2 separate regions of the Xenopus tropicalis genome follow, and region 2 is linked to region 1. A link is a contact called in public Hi-C data. All regions are on one chromosome and are shown on one strand. The core of a region is the stretch at or near the end of the contact, and the rest is flanking DNA. Distances in the headings are between cores, read along the strand shown.

What was found. A called contact is a pair of places that touch in the nucleus more often than the background predicts.
Region 2: a contact with region 1 is called in a Hi-C map of gastrula embryo, with 1.6 times the contacts expected there. The contact joins the enhancer-like site here to the promoter of runx1t1 in region 1. A contact is called at or near these places in 2 of 5 Hi-C or Micro-C datasets (gastrula embryo and neurula embryo).

Annotation. Positions count from the first base shown.
Region 1 is chr6:127,088,375-127,091,265 of UCB_Xtro_10.0, forward strand. runx1t1 (protein CBFA2T1) reads right to left here and starts at 1,273. Exons shown (of 11, transcript XM_002934415.5): 1 at 623-1,273. The coding sequence starts at 650.
Region 2 is chr6:127,127,678-127,130,888 of UCB_Xtro_10.0, forward strand. No RefSeq gene overlaps it. Among named protein-coding and RNA genes, the nearest start is that of runx1t1, 40 kb to the left of the region's middle. Within about 2 kb of position 1,809, at least 3 of the 11 cell types and tissues checked have an H3K27ac peak or open chromatin away from gene starts, as enhancers often do. A contact at or near this core is called in gastrula embryo, where this site is marked.

The DNA.
Region 1 (2,891 bases), core at 23-2,522:
TGTCCTGCTACTTCTTCAGCATCAACAACAACAACAACACAAAAATAAGTCGTGCAGTTCTCACTATTACACAACCACTACAGTGCAACCATTTTGAAAGCAGCAACCGCAGGAGCTCGCAATCTATTGCCTGCAGACGACTCTACTGCCCATAAATCGCAGAAAATCTCGAATGGAGAGAAAACACATGGTGATTTATAACTGCCCCCCCCCCCAAACAAAACAGCCACTTTATACTTTGCTTCTCAAAATATGAATCCTACATTAGCTAAAACATTACAGAAAATAACATTTTGCAGAGACTGGAAGGTGGAAAAGCATATATACTATCACAAATGCAGCCACTGCGACAATGTGCTCGTTTTTATTGCATTTGAAACACTTGTTATGGCTCTTGAGCTGCTTTCCTCCTTATGGTAGCCAAGTAGGATGGTTGTGAGCAAACTTAGTCAACTCAAAGGCAAGTCAAATCCATTTCAAAGTGGGGTTCCTTACTGGTCCTCCAGCTGCTGCCACCCCAACCCCCCCCCCCACCCAATACCTTCCAACAGCTGGAGGAGCTTTGGCTGGACCCCCCCATTGCGCTTCACCTGAGCAAGAGGCAAGGGATGAAGGTACTTACACTGGAAGGTGCTTGAGATTCCCACCATTCGCCACAGGCTTGTAGCTGCAAAATATACAAAGTTCCTGTCCTCTGAGAAGCGACTCTGCAGCAAGACGCAGGGAGGAGAAGTAGGAGGGCAAGTTTGGATAAAAAAACAAATTCCCAAAGTGCTTGGAGAAGAGGAGGAATGCAGGGAAGTCCAGATGATCCACGTCCAGAGAAGTCCAAACTAAGTGAGCAACTCCAGCTGCCCCACAGCTCATAGAAAGGAGTAGGGGGGAGGCAGGCAGAGAAAACCCACCCAGTCTCCAAGCTGAGCTGTAACTGTGCCAGCACCCTGACAGGATCCTGGTGTTGCAGACAGGAGCAGGCTGGGTGTTGGGTGGGTGTGTGGGGGGGTGTCAGGAGTCAGGGCTGGTGGTGGTCTGCAGAGAGGCGACACATCGCTTTGAAGCAGAGTGTGGGGCTGTCATGGAGGAGGACGGAGCCTGATGCGATCTGTGCTGAGTTCCACCATAAGGCTGCGATCTCTTTGCTTCTCCCCCCCTTTCCTCCTCCTCTCGCTGCTTTCCCCTCCCCTCTCTCTCTCTCTCCTTCTGTTTATTTCTCTTTGCCCTGCTGCAGTCGCTCTCTGTCTCCCTCAGTAGCCGAGCAGCTCTCTGGCAGCAGACAGGCCGGCTCAGCTGCCCAGGTGCGGGGTGGGAGGGGCTACCGGCGGTGGGAGGGGCTGCCGGCGGTGGGAGGTGATGGAGGTACCAGACATCTGTGTCGTGAGGAGGTCAGGGGGGGTCAAGTCCTGGGAACAATGGGAGGCTCTTGGGCACCTTGCCCGCTGCTTTCTACTCTGCTCTCACTTATTTGGTGCCTCCGATGCGCTGGGCAAGTAACGTGGCTGTGGCTAAGCTGCCTGCCCTGCAGTAACCCAAGCACTTTCCCCGCCATCTGCTCTCACAGCCCCGGTGCTGCTCTGCCTCCAGCCTCCCTCTCTCGCCTAATCCCCTTCTGTCAGATGCTTTCTTTACTGTGTTTGTTTTTCCATTAGATAATGGCCACAGAGGAACAAAGATCTCCCCTTTGCTAGCCACCTAGGGCTACCTGCCCACTGCATGGGTGCCAGCTGTCACTGGGGTGAGTGGTCTCAACATGGATTTCAGTGTCTGTCCCAATAATTTGTTATCTCTATTTCCTTGTTTTCTATGAACAAACTGAATCAAACATGGCTAGATATGCTGAGCCTTGTGTCTTGAGGTATTGGGGGCCACAGGGGCTTCTGGGTCTTATCACTGGCAGATATGCTGAACATGAATAATTCAGATTCACATTACATGCAACATATAAACCAATGCAGCCTGCATCAGAATAGGTTAACAACCAGCCCCATAACAGTGGCTACTAATGTAAACTTGCTTTCTGCTAGGGGTGTTGACTTCTAAACTGAGCTTCTCAGCAGCAGCCCAGATCACACGGAGCATGTGCAGTGCCACTGACACACAAAGGGTGGCCTAGCAAGATCCAAGATAGGGATCTTTGTTTGTTAGGGTGTATTTTTTGACTGCATTTATATTTCTGCCATCTCTCCACATTAAAAATGTTTTTGGAACGTAGCTTTCAAAAGAAGTGCACCTTGGATGCAATTGTGTCTCAACCATTTCTCTTTGTAGATTGTAAGCTCTTTTGAGCAGGGCACTCTTCACCTCTTGTATCGGTTATTGGTTATTGTACAGTGCTGCGGAATATGTTGGCGCTTTATAAATAAATGTTAATAATAATATATTATATGCATATTTGGCACCTATGTGTTTGAAGCCTTAGCTACATGGGTGTTGAACACTGTACCAGCAAGATCCCATATTCATTTTGGGCATGTAACGGGTGCTACGAGTTTTCACGGCCTGGTGTGGGATCCATGTTCTACTTTGCCAGTATCTCTGATGTAAATACTGGCCACCTATATAGCTATATATATATTTGTTATATGTAGCTTTATATAAATGGGGTGTGTAGGAATGCATTACAAATACTAAGTGCATGTAGAAACGTTTCAAATAAAAAAGGTCAAACAACCTGAAATGTATGGTATAAAACAGCACAGAACATATAGACTACCCCCAATAACAATTGCTCAATAGCAGTTGTACTAATTCTGGATTCTTCCCATTAATTCACTTTACCTTTTAGCCTGACATTTCCTGAGCTCTGTATTTAAGCTACATTCGTCTCCGTTGCACACTGGGCGATTAACCCCTTTCTGTTAGAGGCATCATCTGTTCCTTAGTGCTTTTCGCTT
Region 2 (3,211 bases), core at 559-3,058, 40 kb after region 1:
ATATTGTAAGAGTAGATTAGATGTGAGGGTGACATATTTATAGATATGGCCTGGGTGGTAAAAGGGCAACTACATATAAAGTACTAGTAAAAGAGTCTAAAGCTGGCCATAGATTATAAGATTAACTCGCTTGGCAAGGCCACCAAACAAGTGGATCTTTTTATCCTAATGTTTGGCCAACAGTAGACTCTTTTACTAGGGCCAGATATTAGTCATTCAGGATGGCACCATACTTGGCACCATACTTGGGCCAATAAACTGCCAACTTGGTCTGGAAGCCTTTACTCTTAAATAGCAGCTGCAGTTTGCACAGAAACCGTCTTAGCCTGTCCGGTCTATAAAGGCCATCAAACAGGTACAGACTGAGATTCAAATTAAATCTATCAGGTACACAGAGGCCCAAACAGCCCCCCACAGGCCCAATAAATAGTGACTTTCTATAGCATCTTACAGCAGCCCCTCTGGCATTTGCCAGAAACCAATTGCCACATTGCCAGTGCAGGCCTGCCTATAAAGCAACACACTGGAGGGCCACATTATACCTTGGTCTAAGTTGTTTTATTGAGATGCCAAAGACATGTTTCAGGTCACTTGTGATTGTGACTAGAGTGGCCACTGTATTATTATCTTGCTTCCCTATTAATAACAATATCTCAAGCATTATTTTTTCCACCCAAGCTGGTAAAATATCAATCTGATGGCCCTTAATGTGAATGAATGGCTATTACACCAATATGTTCCTAATGTATAAGGGACATATTTTTAGCCTGAAAAAAGTATGACAGAAAATAATGTTAATGTTTAAAACATGAATACAAATCAAAAGGGCTAATTTATCAACAAGCGCATTGTTCACAGTGCAATTTTGGAAGCTGCATTTCTTTCCATAATTTCAGTAAGATGCAGCTGTGCTCGGAGTTGCTTCTGCCACAATGGCGCCGATATGTCAAAACAGACACAATTGTGCTTGTGTTTTGATGCAAATCTAGCATTTTCAGAGTGGGGGTTGTGTCATTGCCAAAGTGTGCATTTTAAACGCCGTTAGCATCAGGCCACAAATCTGGTGCACATAATTAGGCAACCTGCTTAGGGGACCCTGGGGCTACCAGTGTGACCGTAGGTCCGAGGTTCCGCGGCATCAGTGGGTACAGTTGCACGCTATTCATGGACTTATTGGCATAGTGAGCATGACAGGAGCAGCATTAATTTGACAGGCCCCTCCCAACAACCACAAGCTCCTCCCCCTTTATTAAGATACTATACTATACTAAACAAAACACTTTTGTTCAGTAACAATTACGTTTATATAATATAATTAATATAATTAACTTCCTTGTAAGCTTTGACAGACACTGAAGGCAGCAAACCATTTTAACTAAGAGTGAGGGTCCCGTCTGTTGTACCTCCTAGGTGAGGTTTCCTCTATAACTCACGCTTCTTCCGCCAGGGCCATTCCATCACTTTGGCTCCTGGCCTATCTCTTGTTATGCCCTACACTTCATACCACTATTAGTGAAAAGCAAATCTGTCCTGTTTCGCTTCGCCAAAAAATTTGTGAAACCGTGAAAAAATTGCAAAATGCGACTTCATATTAGTAACACCCCCAACTCGGCTAACCCTTTGCTCTCTAACTATTCAAGGTAAAAGAAAACGCTTCCCCTTTACTTCCTTCCTTCTTTAACCCCTCATGTCTCCACCCTTCCTGACAGGCAACCCAACAAACTACAACCCCCATAATTCCAAACACACTGCTCTGATTCCCACCTTCCTTGCCCTGTCCTGGCCCTGCCATTCCCCAGTTCCTGGCTCCCCCCCCCCCCAGGCATTCTGGAGTGAATCAATATGTACTCCCTAGCACTTGAGTTTGTGCATTTGTAAATGATGCCTTAAGGAATTTGTTCCCAGAATCCCTCTGCCTTATTTGCATACGTATGAGGCGGTCTCCTCAACCCTGTTAGCTTGTTCGTAAATGATGCCTAAAACCGTGGTTATGAAAAAGGGTGTCATTTACTGGCGATGGTATCCCTTTAAATAAAACAAAGTTTTGAATTGGTTAGAAGTTGTTGCACAGCACGGCTTACTAAATACTTACCGCATTCATACTGCTTGTTTAGGCACTAGGAATTAAAGAAATGAAATAAAAAGCCGTGTAATTGTATCTCCGAAAACAATACAGACTAAATTTGTGCAAAGTGCTGCAACGCAGAACACAACAAACGAGATTGTACTCCTCCTCATTTAGCCATGGGTGGCCCGGGTTTTATCAGTTTGTAGTGTGGCATTTCTGTCTCCATTCAACACTTTCCTTTTGTCATTCGGCTCCATAATCACCTTTCTTTGTCAGATAATCACACATAATTAACTTTCCAACTGCTTTTGTCCTTTTAGATTGTTAATTACCTGTCTGTAGATCTCATATCTCCACGGCTTCAAGAGAGGGGGGGGGAAAAAGGGGGAAGAAAGAAGAGGATGATAATCTGCACAATTTAAATTCAATCAAGACAGTAACTGATTACGACTGTCAATTGTTTTAATCACATTACACATTTTTTACACCAGAAAGCGATAATGTGCAAGAAAGTGCAGGTAAAAAGGGATTTATTTGGATACATTACATAGATGGGACCCCAGTTTTACAAATTCATTTCAGAGTTTAGAAATTGCTCAAACTGTAGTCCCCCCCCCCCACCAGCCATTGTGTAGCAGCAGTTTCAGGAATCTTCTGAGCCGCTGGATGCTGGGAGTTGCATATCTGGAACACTTGTAACCTGGGGTCTTCTGGATAACCATACCTTAGGGTACTGGATAGGGACCATGGGGCCAAGAGTTCTTTGCCATCAGTATGCATTTAGGATAGTATAAGATACTAAAGGTGCCCACTGGCAGATCCGCTCACTTGGCAGATCTTTTCCCGATATCCCCCACCTATGGGTCGGCGATATTGGGAGAATCCAGGGTAATTCGATTGTTTGGTTTGGCCCTGGGGCATAGGCAAAGTCGGTCCGGGGACAGCATCAAAGAGCTGATGTGGTCCCCGATCCGACTAGATTTTCTAACCTGCCCGATCGAGATCTGGCCGATTTCAGGCCAGATATCGCCCATACACGGGTCGCGGGTAGCGCCCATACACGGGTCGATAAGCTGCCGAATCAGTCCAAGGGACTGATATCGGCAGCTACTATCGGCCTGTGTATGGGGACCTTAAGGCTTA